Linked DNA regions of Mus musculus: region 1 is linked to region 2. The links are chromatin contacts, called in public HiChIP or PLAC-seq maps. All regions are on one chromosome and are shown on one strand. The core of a region is the stretch at or near the end of the contact, and the rest is flanking DNA. Distances in the headings are between cores, read along the strand shown.

The links. HiChIP or PLAC-seq counts read pairs in DNA pulled down with a chosen protein or histone mark.
Region 1: an H3K27ac HiChIP or PLAC-seq map of the NIH/3T3 cell line shows a contact between it and region 2, with 7 times the contacts expected there. The contact joins the enhancer-like site here to the promoter of Cstb in region 2. A contact is called at or near these places in 8 of 39 promoter capture datasets (the 3T3-L1 cell line, 3T3-L1-derived adipocytes, hippocampal neurons and 3 more) and 3 of 115 datasets of contacts at active chromatin or transcription factors (the NIH/3T3 cell line, astrocytes and embryonic forebrain).

Annotation. Positions count from the first base shown.
Region 1 is chr10:79,115,221-79,120,226 of GRCm38.p6, forward strand. No RefSeq gene overlaps it. Among named protein-coding and RNA genes, the nearest start is that of 2610008E11Rik, 20 kb to the left of the region's middle. Within about 2 kb of position 1,446, at least 58 of the 459 cell types and tissues checked have an H3K27ac peak or open chromatin away from gene starts, as enhancers often do. A contact at or near this core is called in the NIH/3T3 cell line, where this site is marked.
Region 2 is chr10:78,423,630-78,428,032 of GRCm38.p6, forward strand. Cstb (cystatin B) reads left to right here and starts at 2,041. Exons shown (of 3, transcript NM_007793.3): 1 at 2,041-2,228; 2 at 3,298-3,399; 3 at 3,682-3,993. The coding sequence starts at 2,163. The coding sequence ends at 3,810.

The DNA.
Region 1 (5,006 bases), core at 196-2,695, 690 kb after region 2:
ATGTGGGATCTCTGTTGTCTCCATTCTCGTCACCCTTACTGTTTCATGCCAGTAGCAGGATTAATTGATGGCACAGTCCCTAACCTCATTTCCCAACCTTTGGGATGTCTGTGAGAAATCTACAGTATTTAGCCCTGAGCCTAGCACTTGGTGCTGACTAGGAGCCACTGACCATTGTGACATCAGTCAACCAACATGGATTTCAATTTCAATGTCTATTTTCTCAGTGTAGGGTCTGTCAGAAAAAGGTGAGATGTATGGTTCAATTCAGTTCGATTTTTTTCAGAAAATATCTCATGTAGCCCAGACCTGCCTCAAACTTCACTATGTAGCTAAACATATCCTTGAACTCTAAATGTCCTGGCCCTGACATCTCAATCTCTGGGCTCAACAAGTAAGCTTGTGTCACCAAGACCAATTTCTTCCCTTTGTGTTTTTGTTTGTTTGTTTGTTTGTACATTTGTTTGTTATTTATTTTTGAGTCAGATTCTCACAATGGCTTCATTATGTGGCCCAGTCTGACCTCAAACATGGGATCAGTCTGCCTACTCGGATTCTATAGGCATGCAGCACCAAGCTCAGCTGACATAATTTCTATGAAGTGTTCATATGGAAAACACAGCTGGAGATAACATATATACATTGCTACACAAAATGGACCTTTAAAAAGCTTCATAATCTGAAGTCTCAGTTTCCTTATTTGGAAACTGTCTTATTGTGGCACTAATCACAACTAGAACTCAGTGTAATGATGTATAAGCCCAGAGCATACAGAATAATGCCTTTTAACACCCAATGCTTGAATCTATAAAAAGTAATCTTTAAACTTACAAAAAACTTAAAAGGCCTTTAGCATTTCAAATCCAGCTAAGTTTTCACTAAAATAGTGAATTATGAATCTGCTATAAGAACACGTAAGAAGAGTGGCTTAAGCAGATGCATCCTGTTTAAAAGGAAATTACTTGTATTTCCTTCTGTTTCTCAGGCCTTGTCATTCCTTAGGAATTCTTAAAGTTATGTTCTGTTTTGTTTTAACATTCTCTAAATGTCATAAGAGCTTAAGTTATAAACATTATACCCTTGTCTGTACTTCAGAGAGTCGTTAACTTTTTCTTTCTGATAGCTCAGGAATTTCCCTGGTCAGGGATCTGCTTTCTTTGGGCAGGGGTCCCCAAAGGGGTTCTCCTTTGCCTACTGCTGCAGTGCTGGGCTGCTGCTCCCTGACCAGATGACAGAGGGGGGACTGCAGACCCACAAAGTTCTGGAACCTCTCTTGAAAGACCCCCCACCCCAACTCTGCAGAAGCTGCCAGTCTTCTGCCCATCACCAGCTCTGCGGCTGCACTTATCATGGCCTGCTGGGCTGACCTTCAGAGTCCTCCTGTGAATCTCCCCTCAACAGCCCTTCTCAAGGCAAGCAACTGGCAATACACAGCCTCTCTGACCTCCAGACCTAAGAAGCACAGGGAGTATGCCAACAACTGTGGCATTCTATTCCCAGATCACAAAGGTTCCCACAACACTGTGAAATCTCGCCATCTAGTGGCCATTGCTTGACAGAAATTGGATGAATTTCTTCTAAATATGGGTTTTACTGCTGTGAATTCTTATAAAAGACAGCATTTAATTGGGGTTGGCTTACAGGTTTAGAGATTTAGTCCATTATCATCAAGACAGGAACATGGCAGCATCCAGGCAGGCATGATTCAAGAGGAGCTGAGAGTTCTACATCTTCATCTGAAGGCTACTAGCAGAATACTTACTTCCAGGCAGCTAGGATGAGGGTCTTAATCCCATACTCACAGTGACACATGTACTCCAACAAGACCATACCTCTTAATAGTGCCATACCCTGGACCAAGCATAACCATCACATTCTACACCGTGGGCCCTATAGGCTTATTCAAACACATGAGTCTATGGGCCCCATACCTACCAACAGCATAATAAAAAATACATTTAGTCCAACTTCAAAAGCCCCCATAGCCTATAGCAGTCTAAGCAATGTTAAAAGTCAAAAGTTCAAAGTCTCTTCTGAGATTCATACAATCACTTAACTGTAATCACCAAAGCAAGACAGGAAACCAGCTGGGCAAACTCCAAACTCTGTATCTCCATTTCTGATGTCAAAGCAGTCTTCAGATCTCCAACTCCTTTTTCATCTTTGTTGACTGCAACAAATTTCTTTCTCCTGGGCTGCTTCTACTCTCTGTTAGCAGCTTTCATTGGCAGAAATCCCACAGCACTGACATCTTTAACATCTTGAGGTCTCCAAGGCAACGTCAACATTACAGCTTCTTGTTCCAATGTCTGAGTTCCACACATGATCTTCTGGGCTCTTCCAAAGGGCTGGTGTTATTTCTACAGCTCTGTGTTCCATAGAACTCTAAGCTCAAATTGATCCACTCCACTGATGCTACTGATGCTGGTCATCATCCTCATGACTGGCATTTTCAATAAACTGGGATCTTCCCCTGCAACTAGGCTTCACCAATGACCTTCTATAGGCTCTCTTCATGGTGCCAAACCTCAACTGCTTTGCATGACCCCTTCATTCCTGGGATGTCAACTGCAACTGAAGCTGCACCTTCATCAGTGGCCTTCCATGGCCTCTCACAGTGCCAAGACTCAGTTGCTCTTCATGGCTCCTGTATGCCTTCAAAACCATATATTACTCTTATATATTGCTAAGTACAGCTGCAGCATGAGATATAACCTTAGCTATCTCTGGAACACATCTTGTTTGTGCTCCCAGAAAACACTTCCCAGAAGATTTCACCTCAGTGATATGGGTCTCTTCTTAATCACTACTAATTTCTTAGCTCCAGCTAACCAGCACCAATTTTCCCAGTAGTCCCTTCTATTATGAACTCTAAAGCCAAATCTGCTGAGTTCTGCTGCTTGCTGGGGCTGGAACATGACCCCCTTTTTCTATTACATTATCACTAGTTTTCTGTTTTCTAGCTCTTTCACTGCCTAAACTTGGCTGTCCTGGAACTTGCTCTGTAAATTGACTGAACTCAGAGATCTGCATGTCTGTCTACTAAACACTGGGATTAAAAGTGTGGTCCACCAAGCCTGGACAAGCTTTTCTTCACCCAGAACTTGCTGTGTTCTAGGCTGGCTTTGAACTCAGAAATATGCTTGCCTTTATTTCCTGGGATTAAAGGTGTGCACCACCATTCCTGGATATAAATTTAGCTGGGTAGGATCTTGCCCCAAAGTCACTACTCCCTTAATTCAATTTAATATCCTTGAACACAGGATTCAGCTCCATTTCACTTCCTGGTGAAGTGAAATAAATTGAATTTAATTAATTAAAATTAATTAATTAAATTGAATTTAAAATTCAATCCATAGATTTTATATTTTTCCTTTCTCAGCTTGCTGTTCTTGTTTAAAATGTTCTTCATGAGACTTAACCAGAGAACAAAGTCTAATATGGGCATTTCTGAGACTTCCTTTGTCAATGCAATTAATTTGAGTCTCTTCACCTTATCTTTAAGCAGATTCTTCAGACAAGGACGAAAAGTAGCCACATTCTTATCCAAAATATCACACACACAAAAAAAATGTCTCTAGGCCACATATTGAAATTCTCCATTGAAACCTCTTGGGCCAGGTCTGAATAATTCAAATCACTCTCAGTAACTATGTCTTCCATATTCCTACTAGGATGGCCCATTAAGCCACATTTAAAGCATTCCACTGCTTTGCAAATCCAAAGTCCCAAAATCCATTCTTCTAAACAAAAGCATGGTCAGGCCTATCACAGCATACCCCAGTTCCTGGTACCAACTTCTTTCTTAGTTTGAATTTTACTGCAGTGAACAGACACCATGACTAAGACAAGTCTTACAAAGGACAACATTTAATTGGGGTTGGCTTACAGGTTTAGAGGTTCAGTCCATTATCATCAAGGCAGGAACATATCCACAGGCATGCAGGCATGGTGCTGGAGGAGCTGAGAGTTCTAAATCATCTGAAGGCTGCTAGTGGAAGACTCACTTCCAGGTAGTTAGGGTGAGGGTCTTAAAGCCCGCACCCACAGTGACACACCTACTCCAACAAGGCCACACCTTCTAATAGTGCCATTCCCTGGGCTGAGCGTATACAAACCATCACAGCTAGGAAGTTTCCATTCTGCTAGGTTTCTAGCTTTCTTTGAGATGCCCCCCATTCCAGTTGTCTCTCCTAGTACTCTCCCTCTCTCCATCCTCCACCAACCTGATTCCTTCTGTTCCTACCCTTCCACCCCTACCCTTGTTCAACCTCCATATCTATTCTATTTCCCAGGTTCTAGTTTCATAAATATGCCAGTAAATTTCATGACGTGCCAATGCATTCAAAGATTCTAAATAGTATATCTTTCTTGTAAAATGTATCAATAGCCCTCCAAGTGTGTATAATTTTGGTCTTTCCAGAGCATAGTTATCCTTTCCTTTACAGCTAATATAAGAGACTGCATATCACATTTGTCTTTTTGTGTCTGGATTACCTCACTCAGGATGATTTTCACTGGTTTCATAAATATGCCAGCACGTTTAATGATGTTGTTCTTAACAGCTGAGTAGTACTTCATTGTGTAAATGAACCACATTTTATTCATCCATCTTTCAGTTGAGGGACATTTAGGTTGCTTCCAGGTTCTGGCTATTATGAATAAAGCTGATGTGAGTATAGTTGAGCAAGTGTCCCTGGTATGAAGGAGCTATACAAGAAGTGGTATACTATACCAGGAATGGTATAGTTGGGTCTTGAGGTAGATCAGTTTCCAATCTTCTGAGGAACTGCCATATTGATTTCTAAACTGTCTGTACAGGTTTACACTCCCATTAACAATGGATGAGTGTTCCCTTTGCTCTACATCCTTGGCAACTTGAGTTGTCACTCGTGTTATTGATCATAACCATCTGATAGGTGGAATCTTAAGATGGAATCTCAAAGTAGTTTTGATTTGTATTTCTCTGATTGATATGGAGGTGTTTCTCAGCCATTTGAGAATCC
Region 2 (4,403 bases), core at 791-3,290:
ATGGCCTCTATAGGCCTCCACCCATGACAATACCTGGCCTCAGCAGCTTCCCTTGACCTCAGAGGGAGATTCCATAACCCCTGTCTTCTATCCTTGCCTCTAAAGCCAGAACCATGTGACCGAAGCTGCCAAGTTCTGCTGCTTGCTGAGGCTGGGAACTGACCCCCTGCTTTCCTTCACTGCCTGAGCTTGGTTGTCCTGAAACTTGATCTGAAGACAAAACTGGCTTCACACAACTGCTGGGATTAAAGGCATGCACCGCCACACCTGGCTCTAAACTTTCTTTTAATTCCTTTTCACAGGCTGAAAGCTTAGCTGGGCAGACTCTTGCCCTGAAGTCACCATTCCCTTTATGTAAACATTTGGCTTTTCTGTTACCTGTTTAACTCCTTAAAAAACAGGATTTAGCTCCTTTCCACTTCCTGGTGCCCCCTTTTCTGTACATTTTGTATTTTTTACTTCCTCAGCTTGCTCCTTTTCATTATAGATCTTCATAAGAGTGACCACTAACAACCACACAAGAGAGTCGATACTGGGCCATTTTGAAATTTCCTCTGCCAGCTCAACTAATCCCAAAGACTTAAATTTAGCCTCACGAAGACTTTTTAGACAAGAGCAAAAAAGCAACCACGTTCTTAGCCAAAGCTCGAGAACAGTCTGTAGGCCACATACAAATAGTTTTGTCCTCTGAAACCTCTTGAACCAGACCCCCAAAGCTCACATCACCTTCATCACCACTGTCTTCCATATTCCTACTACTATGGCCCTATGAACTATTAAGTGATCAATTGCTTTTCTAACCCAAAATCCACATTCCTCCAAACAAAAGCATGGCCAGGCCTAATCCCAGCAATACTCCAGTGTCTGGTACTAACTTCTGTTTTAGTTTGGGTTGACTGCCACCACCACAAGTCTCCATGTATGTCTGGGCACCACTTGCATCCCTAGTGCCCATTGAGGCCAGGGGGTGGAGAAATAGGATCCCATGGAACTGGAGTTGTGAGCTAGTATGTGGGAGCTGAGAATTGAACTCAGGTCCTCTGGAAGAGCAGCCAGTTTTCTTAACTGCTGAGCCATCTCTCCAGCCCCTCACTTGGCTCTTTGACTGGGTTCCAAATATCAAATTCAGGCTGTCGCACTTCCGTGGCAAGCCCCTTACCATGAGCTACCTCTGCACCCCCAAATTATTTTTTTTAAGCCAAGGTCTCACTGCATAGTCAGGTTAGCTTAGCCTCTCAAGTGCCAGGATTGCAGGTGTATACCATCATGTCCTGCTATCCAACTGTGACAGTTTTGCAAACGGAAACTCGGGTTTGAAGGTCACTCAAGTAAGAGCACTGACAGAGGGCATATCCGGGGTCCTCATGGTTCCCAGCCTGTGTTGGGTGTGTGAGAATAGAGTCTCACCCAGAATAGACCACCTACCCAGCTCTGTGGGGCTGGGGCTGGGATCCCCAAGCCCCGCCTACCGCCTGACAAGGCCATGTCATTCAAAAAGAATGGAATTCCCAGATAAGCTCTTATTTCATGGGGTTATCCGGACCCAAAAACTAAGTCCACGTTGGGGAGGGGAGGAAAGGATGGGGCCAGGGGTCAAGGAACAGGGATCTGAGACTTCTAGGTCCTCAATCATCTATTTCTGTATCCACTCTATGGAAGGAGGGATAGGGACCCATCAAGACCCCCACTTAATAGTCACAGGACAAGGGGAAATTGAGATGTCCAGGGCTGTACTTCGTGTCCACCTACTCCATGGAAAGACTAGGACCCCTTCTCACATCTCTGCATCCTGTGAGGACCCGGAAGCCCCTAAGCCGGGTCAGAGATACTCCTACAATCACTTCACGACCATTGAGGGGCAATCAGGACTCCCAGCCTCCAAACCCTTCTTAGCGTCCGTTCAGGGAAAGGACGTGAAGCACCCACCATGCCTCACCCTCCGCCCACGCCCAGCCTGGGTCTCCTGACTCTGCCTGGAACGGAGGGTGGTGACAGTAAAGAGAGCGAGCGAGAGGGTGCGGCGCCCCGCCCCGTCGCTCTGTCACGTGCTACGGGTCCGGGGGGGCGGAGCCAAGCCAGGTTTTTCTAGGGTCCAGGCACCCAGGTCTCCTAGTTGGATCTGTCTTCAGCTTCTCCGTGCTACCCCGACTACTGCTGCCAAGATGATGTGTGGCGCGCCATCTGCCACAATGCCAGCCACGGCCGAGACGCAGGAGGTCGCCGACCAGGTGAGGCTGGGCCCAGGTCAGGCCAGTCTGAGCCAGGCCTGCGGAGACCCGGCGGCCTCAGGGACCGGCCTGCCCAGACTGGTCAGGTCCTGCAGCGGGTTTCCGGGGCGGCCACAAGTGTGACTGGGAGCTGGGGGCTCTGGATCTGGTTGGAAGATTCAGGGCCGGGAACTGGGGCGAGTCTTCTGCCGCTTGCATACAAGAGGGCCACTCACCTATTAGGGAACTAGCCCCGGGATCGGTGGAGGGATCCGGTGGTCCCAGAGAATTCAGGAAGGCAGCTGTTAGAACCTAGACGGCACCTTTTTGACTTACACCCAGGCCTAAACAAGAGAAAGCCAGACTGGGCTACTGTGCTTGTCTCCTCAAAAGAAAGAGCTAGGACTGTTTAGCTCAGTGGCAGGAATTCAACTGATACCACCACCACCATCACCAACACCGCCCCTCAGGGAAAAAAAAAAGGATCAAAACCAGAAGTTGTAGAACTTGCTTGTGCCTAGTCTGAAACGAGGGGGTGGACCTTGGGCCTGGGCTGCCCTTCCTGTGACTGTTAGCAGAGCAGAGATTCAGTACAAGGTAGGGGGAGGTTCAGGGTATTAGCAAGAGAAGAAAAGTTAAACAAATCCTCTCTTCAGCTCTCCTGCCACGCCCCAAGCCCAGGACCCTGTCCACTAAGCCTAGCTGATCTTGGGAGGTGTTTGCTCTGACTGAAGTGGCCAAGAAGGAGTGAGTCAGCTCCATGAGACCCTAGAAATGAGGAAATGTTACAGACACACTGGCCAGGCAAGGGAACCTTGGCCACGTGCCACATCAGCACTCAGGAGGCAGAGACAGGCGAGTCTCTCTGAATTTGAAGCCAGCCCAGTTTGCTTAGTTCCATGCCAGCCATAGCTACATAGTGAGACCCTGTCCCCCCCCCCCCCAAAAAAAAGGAGCTGTGTTGTTCTTTATCAGTGGGGCCAACAGTTTACCATGTCCCCCGGAATGAGGAGTATTGAAGGCTGGCAGTGTGTGTGTGTGGGGGCACCTGTGCATGAATCTAAGTCCTTCCTTCTCACCCACCATCCAGGTGAAGTCCCAGCTTGAATCGAAAGAAAATCAGAAGTTTGATGTCTTTAAAGCCATATCCTTCAAGAGACAGATAGTGGCTGGCACCAACCTCTTCATCAAGGTGGGTACTGATAGTAGCTTGGCATGAACTGGGGACATAGTCTCAGAGTAGAGCAGAGTGTCCTGCAACTTCCTGCAGAGAACCCCTTAAGGGGACATGTACATGTTCTGAGAGGATGAATTTGGGGTGTTAGGGTTCCCGGCCTTAAAGGAGGAGACAAGGGTTATCACTGGCTAAGTTAGTGGCTGGTGGCCTGTTCTGGCTCAGTTTCTAAGGCTGGGTTAAGCCTGGAACTGGAACCTTACCTTTCACTCACATGTCTGTCTGTCTGTCTTCCTCCAGGTTGATGTTGGTGGAGATAAATGCGTGCACTTGAGGGTGTTTCAACCCCTCCCCCATGAAAACAAGCCTTTGACCCTGTCTTCCTATCAGACCAACAAAGAAAGGCACGATGAGCTCTCCTACTTCTGATTCGGGGCTCCTTTGCACCTGTGTTTGGGACCACGTAGTAAAACCCCCCTCGGTGATGGAGAGAAGGGAGTTGAGCAGCTTCTGTTGTGATTCTCAAACTGCGTTGTATTTTGCATCCTTCCAAATAATTATTTTCAGAAAACTGTATATGATCTCTCTAAATATATATTTTTAGAGACTATATGAATTGTGTCCTTAGTTTTAATTTTTTTCCCCTTTGTTTGAAAAATCACAGTCACACCAGGCAGTGGTGGCTCATGCCTTTAATCCCAGTACTCAGGAGGTTAAGGCCAGACTGGTCGGTCTACTGAGTGAGTTCCAGGACACCCAGGGCTACACGGAGAAACCCTGTCTCCAAACAAACAAATCACAGTTATAATGTAGCTATACCAAGAAAAGGCAAGTGATGTGTTTATTTTACTTCTACATTTATTTACGGGCGGATATGCTCATGAGCATATACGTTCATGCCGCGGTGCACATTGGAGGTCCGAGGACAACCTGCTGGAGGTGAGTCTCTCCTTCCACCATATTGCTTCCTGGGATTGAACTCAGGTCATGAGGAATGACAGCAAGTGTCTTTAGCCACTGAA